Regions from separate parts of the Mus musculus genome. Here all the other regions are linked to region 2. The links are chromatin contacts, called in public promoter capture Hi-C maps. All regions are on one chromosome and are shown on one strand. Each heading gives the region's core, a stretch centred on a gene start, on an enhancer-like site or on the middle of the called end of the contact. The rest is flanking DNA. Distances are from core to core; before and after follow the strand shown.

The links. Promoter capture Hi-C pulls out the DNA fragments that hold promoters and counts their contacts.
Region 1: a promoter capture Hi-C map of hippocampal neurons shows a contact between it and region 2, with 2.5 times the contacts expected there. The contact joins the promoter of Serping1 here to the promoter of Zswim2 in region 2.
Region 3: a promoter capture Hi-C map of liver shows a contact between it and region 2, with 5 times the contacts expected there. The contact joins the enhancer-like site here to the promoter of Zswim2 in region 2. A contact is called at or near these places in 6 of 39 promoter capture datasets (the C10 cell line, cranial neural crest, frontonasal cranial neural crest and 3 more) and 1 of 9 other capture datasets (liver).
Region 4: a contact with region 2 is called in a promoter capture Hi-C map of the HPC-7 cell line. The contact joins the promoter of Smtnl1 here to the promoter of Zswim2 in region 2.

What each region holds. Positions count from the first base shown.
Region 1 is chr2:84,773,911-84,776,874 of GRCm38.p6, forward strand. It overlaps Serping1 (serine (or cysteine) peptidase inhibitor, clade G, member 1), which reads right to left and starts at 1,519. Exons shown (of 8, transcript NM_009776.3): 1 at 1,453-1,519; 2 at 830-904. The coding sequence starts at 880.
Region 2 is chr2:83,939,798-83,942,953 of GRCm38.p6, forward strand. It overlaps Zswim2 (zinc finger SWIM-type containing 2), which reads right to left and starts at 1,429. Exons shown (of 9, transcript NM_027964.2): 1 at 1,217-1,429. The coding sequence starts at 1,381.
Region 3 is chr2:84,452,932-84,456,384 of GRCm38.p6, forward strand. It overlaps Tfpi (tissue factor pathway inhibitor), which reads right to left. Exons shown (of 9, transcript NM_011576.1): 4 at 869-1,066. Among named protein-coding and RNA genes, the nearest start is that of Tfpi, 20 kb to the right of the region's middle. Within about 2 kb of position 2,155, at least 39 of the 459 cell types and tissues checked have an H3K27ac peak or open chromatin away from gene starts, as enhancers often do. A contact at or near this core is called in liver, where this site is marked.
Region 4 is chr2:84,821,037-84,823,991 of GRCm38.p6, forward strand. It overlaps Smtnl1 (smoothelin-like 1), which reads right to left and starts at 1,616. Exons shown (of 8, transcript NM_024230.2): 1 at 1,457-1,616.

The sequences.
Region 1 (2,964 bases), core at 269-2,768, 830 kb after region 2:
AATTTGTTTTGACTCACTTGCCAGACTAGTGCAATTGTGAGTCTTATTTTAGGACTGTGGATTTTCCAAGAGTGAATGCAGTGCACCAGTGGGAACTGAAAACAATTAGTATTCCAAAAGGAAAGGAAGAGACAGTGGGGGCTAGGTAACCCCTGTCTTCTGGGCCTTTGGGAAGTGGAGACAGGAGAATCTCCTTATGTGGCAGTATATTCAGAAGTGGGAAGGAAAGTGTGTAAAATCCAGATCCCTTGCTTAACTAGACGTTATGTGCTAACTAGCTCCTTACCCAGTGTCACCCAGGATGCCAGCTTCCAGCATAGTCCACTGCTCATCCACCGTAAGCAAGCGCTCACAGTTTTCATTAGTTGACTTGTTATCCCTGTCCTACTTGGCTACCGGGACCACAGTGTTCTTAACCGTGGTGCGGGTCCAGGTCTGTCTGCTAGCTTTCCTCCTTGCATCCCGCTTTCTACAGACCCTAGCTTAGAAGAGACCATCACAGCAGCACCAGGGGTGGAGGGTGTCTGTTTTTCACAACTTGGGCTTGTTCTTCATCTTCCCTTCTATGACCCATCTAAGCCTGGCTGATGGGTCTATGTATTCTCCTTTTTACATAGTGGATTAAGGAAGCCCAGAAAAGGGTCCTGCCCAAGGTCATTCAGCTAACGAACCTTCCAATAGACAACCCAGTCCCTCTAGACCCTGGTCTAACGCTAGTTCAAGACTCGAACTTAAGATTCCCTGGAGAGGCTTCCCTCCTTCACCAAGACCTGAAGAGTTAATTCTCACTCCTACCCCCACCCCACCCCCTCACAGGGGGACCACTTACCCCAGCCAGCAGCAGCAGCAGGAGGGTCAGTGGGGTCAGCCTGGAGGCCATCTGGGCAGCGATGTCAGCTGCGTCCTACGAAGCCAGTTAGCCTCAGAGCCAGCCTTGGAGCCTAGGAGCTCAGGGGTCCACCCCATTCCCGGGCCCGCCCCCATTCCATTCCAGGCCTCGACCCTTCCAGGGTGTGTTCTCTCCTCCTCCCTCTGGGGCAACCTTCTCTCTGTCTCCGCCCTCTGTTTTGTTTTCCCCAAACCGCTTCGCTTTCCCGGCACCGGCTGGCCCTTCTCTCCCTTCACGCCCAGGTCTCGGCCCATCTGTTCAATCTCCCTGCTCCGCTTAACAGAACAATAAGCCAGAGGCTGCAGGAGGAGGCCAGGGCGAGCTGGGCAGCACAGCTCACAGCTTTGAGGGAGGAGGAGGGGGAGGGGGGAGGAGGAGGAGGAGGAGGAGGAGGAGGAGGAGGAGGAGGAGGAGGAGGAGGAGGAGGAGGAGGAGGAGGAAAGCTCAAGTAGAATCAAGTGTATGGAAACTACAGAAATAACAAACGGGATAAGGAGGCTGGAGATCTCCCTGCCAAGCCCTCTTTAACTTTGTGTTCCTCCCAAAGCCCCCTATTACCAAACCTGGTCCAAGTTCTTGGTCACTAGGCAGCTTCAGGACAGACTGAGCAGACAGTCGCAGAGAATCAGTGTGTGGGGGGGGGGCACTCTCAGCTATTGGCTGGTTTAGGACACAGCCCAGTTAAAAATTAAGGATGATTGATTGCTAGTGTGAGTTCCTGTAAATCCGGATGGGACGGATGGGACGAGTCTCGAACTGTGGGCCAGTTAGCCCGGAGTTCCTCTTGGAATGGGGTAGGATGTGACCGGTTGGGATAAGGAAGCTTGAGTGACGCTCTTAGTGATCTTAGTGTTTTGTGGATCAAGATAAAGGCAGAAGAAGCACACAACGTGCCTAAGGTTTGACAATGGATGAGCTTTTTGAGATTAATGGGTAAAGCAAGCCTTTAGAAATAGGCCAAGCCTTAGAAGTAGTTAAATGGCCTTCCATTGCTCTCATTTGGAGATATGCCAGCCTTGGGCCCGAATCTCCTAAAAACCTAATGGCTGCTGGATCTTCCCCATTCCTACACGTAATCACCGGCTCCAGTTTCCAGCCGAGCCCTGGCTTCAACCCCTTAGTTGCACAACAAAGCAAAACAACCACAAAAACCAACAACCGAAACAGAACATTAACCCCAAACCAGCCCCCAAACCAAAAGACCAAATTCTGAGGTACATGTCTTTGTGGTTGAGTTGTCACCATAGGCCTATTGTGGGAGACCCTGGCAAGGAGGAGCCCAGTTAGACTTGAATTTTAAGTAAATTCCATGCAATCTTGTAATATGCTGGTGATAAAACTTTTTGCCATTTGTTTTGTATCTAAAATTCAAATTTGACTGAGCAGTCTGAATTTTTTTTTTGGATCAAACGTCTTCTGCAAAAGCAGGCTGTTCTCCCTGGAAACGCGCTGTAGCTTGTGAAGTTCTGCGACTGTCTAACTGTAGGCCTGACCCTTCCTGCCTTCGCCTCTTTCGGGAAAGTTTGTTTGTAGCTGGAGATCCGATACTCAAGGAGAGGAGAGCATTCATATCTTCCCTCGGACCTTAGAAAAGTCTTCTACCTCGCTCTGTGCTTTTTTTTTTTTTTTGGTTTTTCGAGACAGGGTTTCTCTGTATAGCCCTGGCTGTCCTGGAACTCACTCTGTAGACCAGGCTGGCCTTGAACTCAGAAATCTGCCTGCCTCTGCCTCCCGAGTGCTGGGATTAAAGTCGTGCGCCACCACGCCCGGCTGCTTCATTTTCTGTAACCACTCCAGGAGCTGCTAAACTGTAGGGAGTTTCCATAATCTCAGAGCTGCAGGCAAATTCTACTTTGTACCCCAGGCTCCAACTGATGGCCTTGAGGCATGAGGAGCTGAGGATTCTGGGAAGTGGGTGAGCTACACTAAAAGTCAATACATTCATTGAGTTATTACATCTTTGTGTTTGCCCTGCCATTAACTCTCATAACACCCAGGAAGTAAGTACTAACATTGATCACATCTTAAATGAGGTATTTATTATTTGTATTTTAATGAGGCACTGAATCCCTCTG
Region 2 (3,156 bases), core at 179-2,678:
TAAATTCTTGACTGGTTTAGTGGCTCTGAACTTTGGATATGATCAAACAGGGCCTTCTGAAAAATATTCTCTCTTAACATTGGAAACTGGGTTTCTACTCCTTTATTCTTGGCCTTGGTTACCAACTGGCACTGTGAATGAACACTTTTTCTAAAAGTCATCCATGCTTAGATGAAATTAAATCTAAAATTAAAAGCTCTCCTTCCAAACCATTACTTTTTTTTTAAAAGTATAGAGTTATATGAGTTTTGTAAAAAGGCTTGCTCACTTTGATTATTTATTGATTGATATTTTTGGTTGATTGACGTTTGCATTCGAACTTTACTTTTGGTAGAAGATTAGTTTTATTTAAGACTGTATAGGCTAAAACAACTACACTCAATAAATAAGCAAATCAAAGAAGCATGCTTTGAACAAAGCACAGAGTGATAAACTGTATCCAGTACTCCTAACTATGAGGCAATAGATTTAAAGTTTCTAAAACGACAGGGAAGTGTTCAGTGGCTCATTTTTGACAGATAAGAGCAGGACATGTAAATATGAAACATCTCTTCTCTTTTAACAAGACGAAATGGAACTCTTCCTCATGCACATGCTTTCAAAGTATGAACATTTAAGCTACCCTTTAATGAGCTGTTACAGTTTTAAAACTGAGCAAAAAGAAAATGATCATAGAAACTATCATAGAGAAACTGATTTTAATGAGCAAATATTTAGAAGATAGTAGGATTCTCATTTAATTTACAGGGCTGGGGAACACCAACAAGGCATCCAGGAATACACACCATCATTTTACAAGAATCGTACGCAATTTGAATTCCTAACTATCAAGGAAGAGCATTTTCTGGCAAACAGTATTTACTTTTGTAAGGTGCACATTTTTAAATTCTGGGGAGTACTCATGGGAATGATCTCTCTCTCTCTCTCTCTCTCTCTCTCTCTCTCTCTCTCTCTCTCTCTCTCTCTGTCTCTTCAGAGACAGGGTTTCTCTGTGTAGCCCTGGCTGTCCTGGAACTCACTCTGTAGACCAGGCTGGCCTCGAACTCAGAAATTCGCCTGCCTCTGCCTCCTAAGTGCTGGGAGTAAAGGCGTGTGCCACCATTTCTGCAGAAACTGGGAAGTTGGCTTGGGACACCTCCCCTACTCCGCCCCCTCCCGCCCTTCTCCTACTGCCCATCCCCCAATCCCCAAGGGAGCTTGGTGGTGCGGTAGTTACTCGGAAATCCCCCTTTTCTGGCTCCTCCTCCTTCAGTAGGAAGCCTGTGGGGCCGATCTGTCGCAGGAGATAGATGCTGCTACTCAGCGCCTGGTCTTGCTGCCAGCTGAGGCTCTCGCTTAAGTGTCTTCGCTTTTCTGAGGCTTTACAGCCTCCGCGAAGCATCCCTGGCGGCCGTGGAGCCTCTAGCTTTCTGAGGCGCCTTGGGTCTCTATGGCAACAGCGTGCAGCGCGGTTGCTGCGGTAACGGTGGTTCTGTCCAGAGAGCTACCCTGCAGTAGTTGGGGTTGGAGAAATTTCCGAAGTCCAAGCTTAGACTTTGAAACCTGAGGTCACAGGCACAGCTGCACACCTAGTATTCTTTTTGCTTATTTGTTCACAGGCAAGACTGTCGATCTGCACATTCTTAGATCCAGTTACAGTGTGGGCTCCAGAGGATGAAGTTAAGTTCTGTGAATTTCTCTTTCATAATAAAAAAAAAAAAACTCACCACGATGGTTGATATTCCACAAACATTTTCCAGTGGCTCACAACAGCATGCAATTAGTGGCTGAGGAAAGATGGAGAAAGCAGGGCTAGTACACCCTCTAGGGGTGTGTGTGAGTGTGTGTGTGTGTCTCTGTGTGTGTGTGTGTGTGTGTCTGTGTGTCTGTATGGTCGTGTTGGTTTTGAAGCTAGGAGAAACTCTCAAGTTTCATGTTGGGTTTGGATATTGGATGTGCTGTCAATATCCACACCCTCAAAATTGATAAAGCACTATTTTAAGGAGTAACATTTTTCAAGGCTGACCCAACAATCCACAAATTGTTTCTGAACTTTGTTTCTATATTCCAAGTTGAGAGCTATCCTAAAATATTAGTCAATAGTTTGAGTCATGGTTACTGAATCCATGTGGCTGGATTCTTTTTAAGAAACTGAAAGCGGCAGAGAGCTCTGCTTGGTGGCTTGGTCACAGGAAGAAGGAATGCATTGATCCTATCTTATCAGGAGAGGAAACCACAACTAGATCAGGTCAAGAACCGGAAAAGAAAATGGCAAAGGGACCAGCCTAGTGTGCAGACGGTGGTAATGGCAGCTTTGACAAGGCGTGAGCCATCTGTACAAACACTATGGAACCTCAGGTCCAGGGTTTGAACAAAACTATTTTGTTTTGCTTTCTTATTAAGTAATGAAGAACTAACAGTTACACTATCATTCTTCCAACACTAGCATTAGTGAAACATTGTGTTAGCAAAGGAAAACACCATACATTAAGAAAACCCCTGAGAAGAAGATAAACTGTAAACTCATTTTATATAATAGTGTTTATTATTTAAAAGCTCAGAATTAGTGAATGTCAGTTCATATTTTCTATGAAATAGAATGAGTTTGTTTTCATAGTGAAGGTACTTTAAGTAGTTACTATTCACACACCATACTCCGTGTGCCTGAATGTGTGTGTATGCATATAGCTGTTTGAGGATTTAAAAACCAAACAGCAATAAATGTTTAAGCCTTTGCATTTATTTAGAATGATATTTGCTTCATGTGTGATAAGTACTATTTTCAAAAAGGTCACATGCTTAAATTATAAATTATATAAGTTGACTGTAGTTCATTAATTCCATTTGAGGATTGGTAGAAGTACAGAATTCATGTTCTCATGCAAGTTAAAAACAGAAAGTACAGATTGCTAAACAGAACTGTAGTCTAGCTGGATGACATTTGCTTTTGTATCTGTCAGTTAAAATGTTAGAAACAGCTTTAGAGTCAGGTGACTGGTCCATATGCTTTCTTTGTCTTTTGAAATTTTGACGACAGGAATAATATTTTTGCAAATATTTTAATTTGAAGAATTACGAATGTCTCCTTAAATGTACATTATTATCTTTCATGTTACAAGTCAAGGCATATTTCCACTCAGGGAAGTTGACTGAGCTTTCTGAATTGATAAATCTGTT
Region 3 (3,453 bases), core at 905-3,404, 510 kb after region 2:
TATGTCATATTTCAATTCACTGTATACTAAGTGATGTTTAAGTGAGGCGAGATACATCTACCCCCTCAAATATATATCAGATTTTTTTGTTGAAACTTTTTAAAACTTTTCCATGCAGCTTTGGGATGCATAATATTGCATTGCATGTCGCTCCCCTACTATGCATTAACACCAGGTGGGATTACAAATGGTAAGATTGGCAATCATTATCAAAACGTTATAAAATTATGATGTGACTGAGAGTAAGAATGCCAATGAAGTTTAATCACACATTATATGCTTTATAGTCTTTCAGCCATATATTCAATGCCAAAGCTAGACCAGGTAAAGTTTACATGGGAGGGATACAATTTTGATGTTTTTTTGTAGTATTACAAATTTTTCATATAAATGACTCATTTCTAGGTCAGTTTTAGAAACTCTAAGCTTACTCAAATAATAGAAGTTTATATGTGATAATACATTTATCCTTAGAGCCTAAGGGTCAGTTCTCTGACTCACTATCTTCAGAGAAAAGCGTTGGAGGAGCATGCTGCTTATAAAGGTGCAGCCAAGTCTATAGGAAAAACAACTGTTTCCTGACTGCCCAGCTCCCAGGTAGGTACGCTCGCTGCATTAATGTCATTGTACCTATGAAAGTCTTCCATGGACTATGGGTTTCTTCCCTTTGCAGTATAGATAATAAATGAAGCTTCATAATTTTATGATAACTGGTAGGATGAAATCAAGAAACAACAGTGGGCCAGAAACCTAGAAATGTAAACAGCAGGCTTTCCTGGGAAATCACATTGTTCTTCTAAAATTATTGAATCTGCACTGAGACCTCAACCACACCAACTCTTGTGCCACAGGCTTCCCGGAAACCTACCTGGTATGCATGTTTTCTTACACTCTTCCAGGGTATCAAATCGGTTCTCGTTCCCTTCACATCCCCCGTATATAAATTCTTCACATTGATGAGTATACATATTGAAAAAATAACTCCTTATCATTGCTTTGCATGGACCATCATCTGCCTTCATTGCACAAAATGTATGTAGCGGTTTCATTGACCCCAGCTCAGAATCTACAAGGTAAATTTTAAAACATCACGTGTGTAGCTCTCTCCCAACACTATGATAACATCCTTGCTGTTGTTTTGCCAAATATACAATTTCCACCGTCAATTTTTAAATGAGAAAATTAAAACTGAAAATTCAGGTTATTATGGGTTCCATGCAAGTAACGACCTGAGTGAGCGAGCCTATATGTTCCACGTGTTTGATAATTTATATATGATCTATAAGGAAGGCACTTGAGGCTTTAAATGGCATAAACCAATTTGTCCTTTAGAGGGCAGCAGTGCTCTGTTAAGAGACAATCTATGAGCACTACTGTAAAACATTCTCTTCATTCACCATTATTTTAAATACTAAAACATGAATGGACATCACGTCAAAGTTCTCACCTAAAAATTATTTTAAAACAAAGTGTAAATTGTACATAGATGATAATCTAGTAATAAATCCATTTTTTTAATTCCCTACAATTTTAAAATGTGAATTTTTGGAAAATATTTTACATACATTTGATCTAGGCTACTTTCAACTATCTTCTTCCATTTGCAATTCATTACTATAGTTAAATATTAATTAATATATTCTGGCCATATTTTAATAAAGTTATGATTCTAACAAAGACATTGGAATGTTCCCACTTATTTCTTCCTTTTTTACTTATTTACTTGTTTGCGAACATGCTTGCAGGTATGCATAAGTGGAGGGGTGCACATACTCCCTGACTGTCTCTCTTCAATTGCAATCTCTCACTACCCTAGAACTCAAAAGGCACGCTAGGCTGGCTGGCTGGCTCTGGGGACACCGGGCCTCAGGAATCTGCCTTTCTCTGGCTTCCCACTACAGGACTTACAGACATGCACCGCCAAAGTCCAGCTTATTTTTACATTCATTCTGGAATAAAACTCAGTTCCTGGTCTTACAAGTCAAGCTCATTCCTGTCTCCTCAGCCCCAATCACCTATAGTACTGGTAAAATCAGATATCTGTGGTGTCAAACGTCAAGTTGACTGAATCAAGAGTTATCTGAGAGATGGCTACTGAGCAGGCCTGGGGTATGGCGGGGAAGCACTGATTGATTCTTTGACTCCCACGCTCTGGGCTGAGAACTAGACAGTGTTACCGGAAGGAGAGCTAAGCACAGATTTTGTCGTGCTTCTCTCTGGCTGACTTATATCAGCTCTTGCTTACTGAAATCGTGTGTGTGTGTGTGTGTGTGTGTGTGTGTGTGTGTGTGTGTGTGTGTGTGTGTGTGTGTGTGTGTGAGTGTGAGTGAGTGTGAGAGAGAGAGAGAGAGAGAGAGAGAGAGAGAGAGAGAGAGGGAGAGAGGGAGAGAGAGAGAGAGCGTTTCTGTCGGTATGTGTTCAGGAAGACACAGAGCCCAAGTTCAGCCTGCTATTTAATAAGTTGGCCACAAGAGGGAGACAGTGTACCACAAAAGAGTTGTTTCTTCAGTGCTGTTGATGTAGTTACAGTAATTACCGGCAAACTTTCCTCTGAGTAATTACAATCTCATGGAACTTCGTTATAAAATCATCTAATGATCTCCCAGCAGTGATGCCAGACACCTTTAATCCCAGCACTTGGGAGGCAGAGGCAGGCAGATTTCTGAGTTGGAGACCAGCCTGGTCTACAGAGTTAATTCCAGGACAGCCAGGGCTACACAGAGAAACCCTATCTCAAAAACAAAAACAAAAACAAAAAGCAGATCTACTTTTGTAGATGTTCTTTGTGATGCAGGTTTTATCAAGTTGCTTAGACTTATACGTGCAGATGAGAGAACTGACTCTCATATGCTATTATACCAGGTATAATTCACAATAATAAGAGTAAGATTATCACAGACCTGAAAGGCTGAGATTTCACCCAAATACTTGGACTAAACAATTCAATTTAATAAAGTAATGTCTGCTCAATAGCACTCTAAAAATTGCTTTATAAAGCTGGAACTCATTTTTGATGAAAATCTGGTGCTAAATTCATAGCAACCACGTAAAGACAAAAACACTATCAACTTTTTATTTCGTTATTACCTTATTTCTTTAGAATTCCCATATTAATGAAGTTACCATAATTTTATATCAGTATATTCTATGCATTGATCTTGTTGCTGTTCACACCTAAGCAGGATGTCCCAGACAACAGGAAGACCTCGGGTTAATCTCGGACATCCACAGCCATCCACTCTTGGGAAGGTGTATGCCTGTCTTGGTTTTCATTTATGGGGATAACCTTTTTGAGTATTAAAATTGTGCCCTGAATACGTATCTATCAAGAACTGGGTTGTTATTGCAGATACAACAATATATCGGGCAGCAGGCCCTTTTAATGACGCTTGCAATCACTAATTTACAATAATTACAATAGTAATTTATTGAAGAGCTTACTAAAGAGCGAAC
Region 4 (2,955 bases), core at 366-2,865, 880 kb after region 2:
CGAGGCACAAACTCTCTTCCTTGTCTGTTCTTCCTCTTTGTGGTGTGAGCCAGGGATGAAAGCCACTGGGGTCTTACGGGATTCCAGCTCCCACTGTTGACTGTGTGATGCTCATTCTGCACTTGAACTTGTAGAGATAGAAACAGATCCTGGTCCATATGGATAGTGGAGGACTTAGGCGGCTAGCCCATGGGAAGTAATTGGAGGGAGTCCTTAGTCCACAGCTTGCCTAGTGAGGATTGACTGTGCCATTCCTGAGCAACATCAAGGTCCTGACCAGGTCCCCAGGGCATTTATTAGTGACACAAGACAGACAGAGCATAGTGTCAGTAAGATGATGCCCCCAAGTGAGGCGTATTTGGCTAAGGCATAGCTTTTTGCTTCAGTCATCTCTCCCTCTATCTGCACACTACACGCATGAGGTGGAGGAGACGAGACAGTACGCATGTGAACACACACACACACACCTCAGCTACCTTTGCCTTTTCATCACCTCTGTTTTCCCCCCTCTGGGCTTGTCATAAATAGACAAGGAGTGAAGAAGCTCTGCATTCTGAGGAGCCAGGATAACACCCCCTTCCCCCAGTGCTCCGGGTTCTACGGCAGCTTACAGCTCACACTGATGCACTCCACCCTCCCTTAGTCATCCCTTGCTTGACCCCTCAGGAAGGTGTAAGTGACCCCATGTTACAGTTTAGGAGTCTGATTTAAGGAGGAGCATTCCTGGGACTAAGGCCATAGGAGAATTAAGTAGCCCAAACCACACCTGGAACGGAGATCTCCTGAGTCCAGAGTTAGAGCATGTATATACAGAAGATACTTTCCCCACTAGGTCCTCTCAACCCAGTGTCCTTTCAAGTCACCCATGGGGAGGAGTCACTGAATAAGGCTGAGGAGGTCCTCTTACAGCTGACTGCACACTAGACCCTTCACGAAAGAAAAACTTTCCTGCTTTTCTCTCTGCTTCCTTCTTCCCTCTTTCCCCTGAACCCCAACTGCTACCCCTATACTGTGCTCAGTTCAGCTCTTCAGTCCAGCTCCCCTAGTCCAGAGGGAAAACCACAGTGGATGATTGCTGTGATGTGATGCCTCTCTTCTATGGCCACACAATCTCTCTCTCAGCAGTTCCGAGACCCCTACCTTACCCACTTCAGTCCTTACTTGTAGAGGCCATTGCATCCTACCCACCCCCTGCTCCAAGAAATCCACCTGTCACCCCCCTCCCTACTGGCCCTCTTCATAGATGGCCACCTGCCAGCCACTCTGTACCTGACCTCAAGGTCACCCAATTCCATTAGGCATCGAAAAAGAATTGACATAGCAGAGAGAATAAGGAAGCATCCTGAATTTGTCTCTCATCGCAGAGACCTCATTGAAAGATCTGGCACGTGAAAGGTAAGAATAGGGGCTAGAAGATACGGGAAGTAGTTAGAAAGGGGACCACAACTTTTCCTACCTGTGGGGTTCTGCCTGCAGCTCGGAGCTCTTGCCTCGTTCTAGCCGAGCTGCCTCACTCTCATCGTTCTTTAAGCTCTGGTGGCTTGGAGCCTTCAGCTCAAAGTCCCACCTCCTTGCTTCCACCCCACCCCACCTTCAAGAGGCCCGGGCTTCGGGAAGGGCATTGTTTACTGTTCTGTTGGTACAACACTTTCTCTTAGTCTGGGAGCTCAGATTTCCCCCGAAGATCTGACAGGTGGCATCTTTCAATCACGCTGCTGCGTCCCTCTCAGGGACTGGCCCTAACATCTTTCCTGAGATCACCGTCCTTCCCGAAGTGCTCTGGCCATGGAGACCTTGACAAGCAACAACCAGTCAGGGGCGCATTTGGAACGTGGTCTCCAGCTCTCTGGTCGGCTGTGATCGTCCAGAGCCGGGGTAGACCTTCCATGCTCCCTTAGCTCCTTGCTTCCAGCCTTCCTCTAATTTCCTCCTTTATTCTTCTCTAGACAAAGTAGCTGCTGAGGGGTGGGCTCAGAAGGTGGTAACTGGAGCCACTGCCAACTGTGGGCTCACACCGCACCAGGAAGCTTGAAAGGGGATGGCCCGAGAGAAGAGAGAAATGGAAAGAGCCAATGAAACACTGGACTCTTAGCATCTACATATGAAACACTGGACTCTTAGCATCTACATCATACATTGCTTCTGTTTTGAGCTCCATTGACTGAAACATGATCAGCTCTGAATATATTCCGTGTGTGTGTGTGTGTGTGTGTGTGTGTGTGTGTGTAATTAAGATTTTGCTCTGAAAACCAAAACAAAGCAAATCCTTATCCTGGCCATGTGTCATACGACTTAAGGAGGGTACCATGTGGAGAGTGTGGGCAGTGATGCTCCTCCTGTTTATGAAGCTTGTGACTCCTCCAATTCCCCTCCCCCAGCCCCTTTCACTCAGCCATACTGGCTTGCTTCCTGTGCCGTAAATAAATCTAATCAGTGCCTTCCAGACTCAGGACTGGGTTTTTCCTTCTGCTCTTTGTGAGGCTGGCTCCTTCTCATTACTCTAAATCCAGCTCAAGTTTCCTTCTCTAAAGGAGGCCCTCCATTGTTAAGCTCTCTCCATCAATTCTGCCTGCTTATGCACTGTGTAACATGTACTGTGGAATCAAAAATTGCACTCTTGATGTTGGGTAGTGGTGGCACGTGCCTTTAATCCCAGAACTTGAGATACAGTTGCAGGTGGATTTTTTGTGAGTTCAAGGCCACCCTGGTCTACAAATCAAGTTCTAGGACAGTCAGGGCTACACAGAGAAACCCTGTCTTGAAAAGCAACAACAACACATTGCATTCTTGGGGTTGGAGAGATGGTTCAGTGGTGAAGAGCATGGCACTTACTGTCTTTACGGAATTCCCAGTTCCCAACACTCACATAATGGCTCACAGCCATCTGGAACTGCAGTTCCAGGGGATCTTATGCCCTTATCGGATCTCCAAGGGCACATGTGTCATAAACCACAT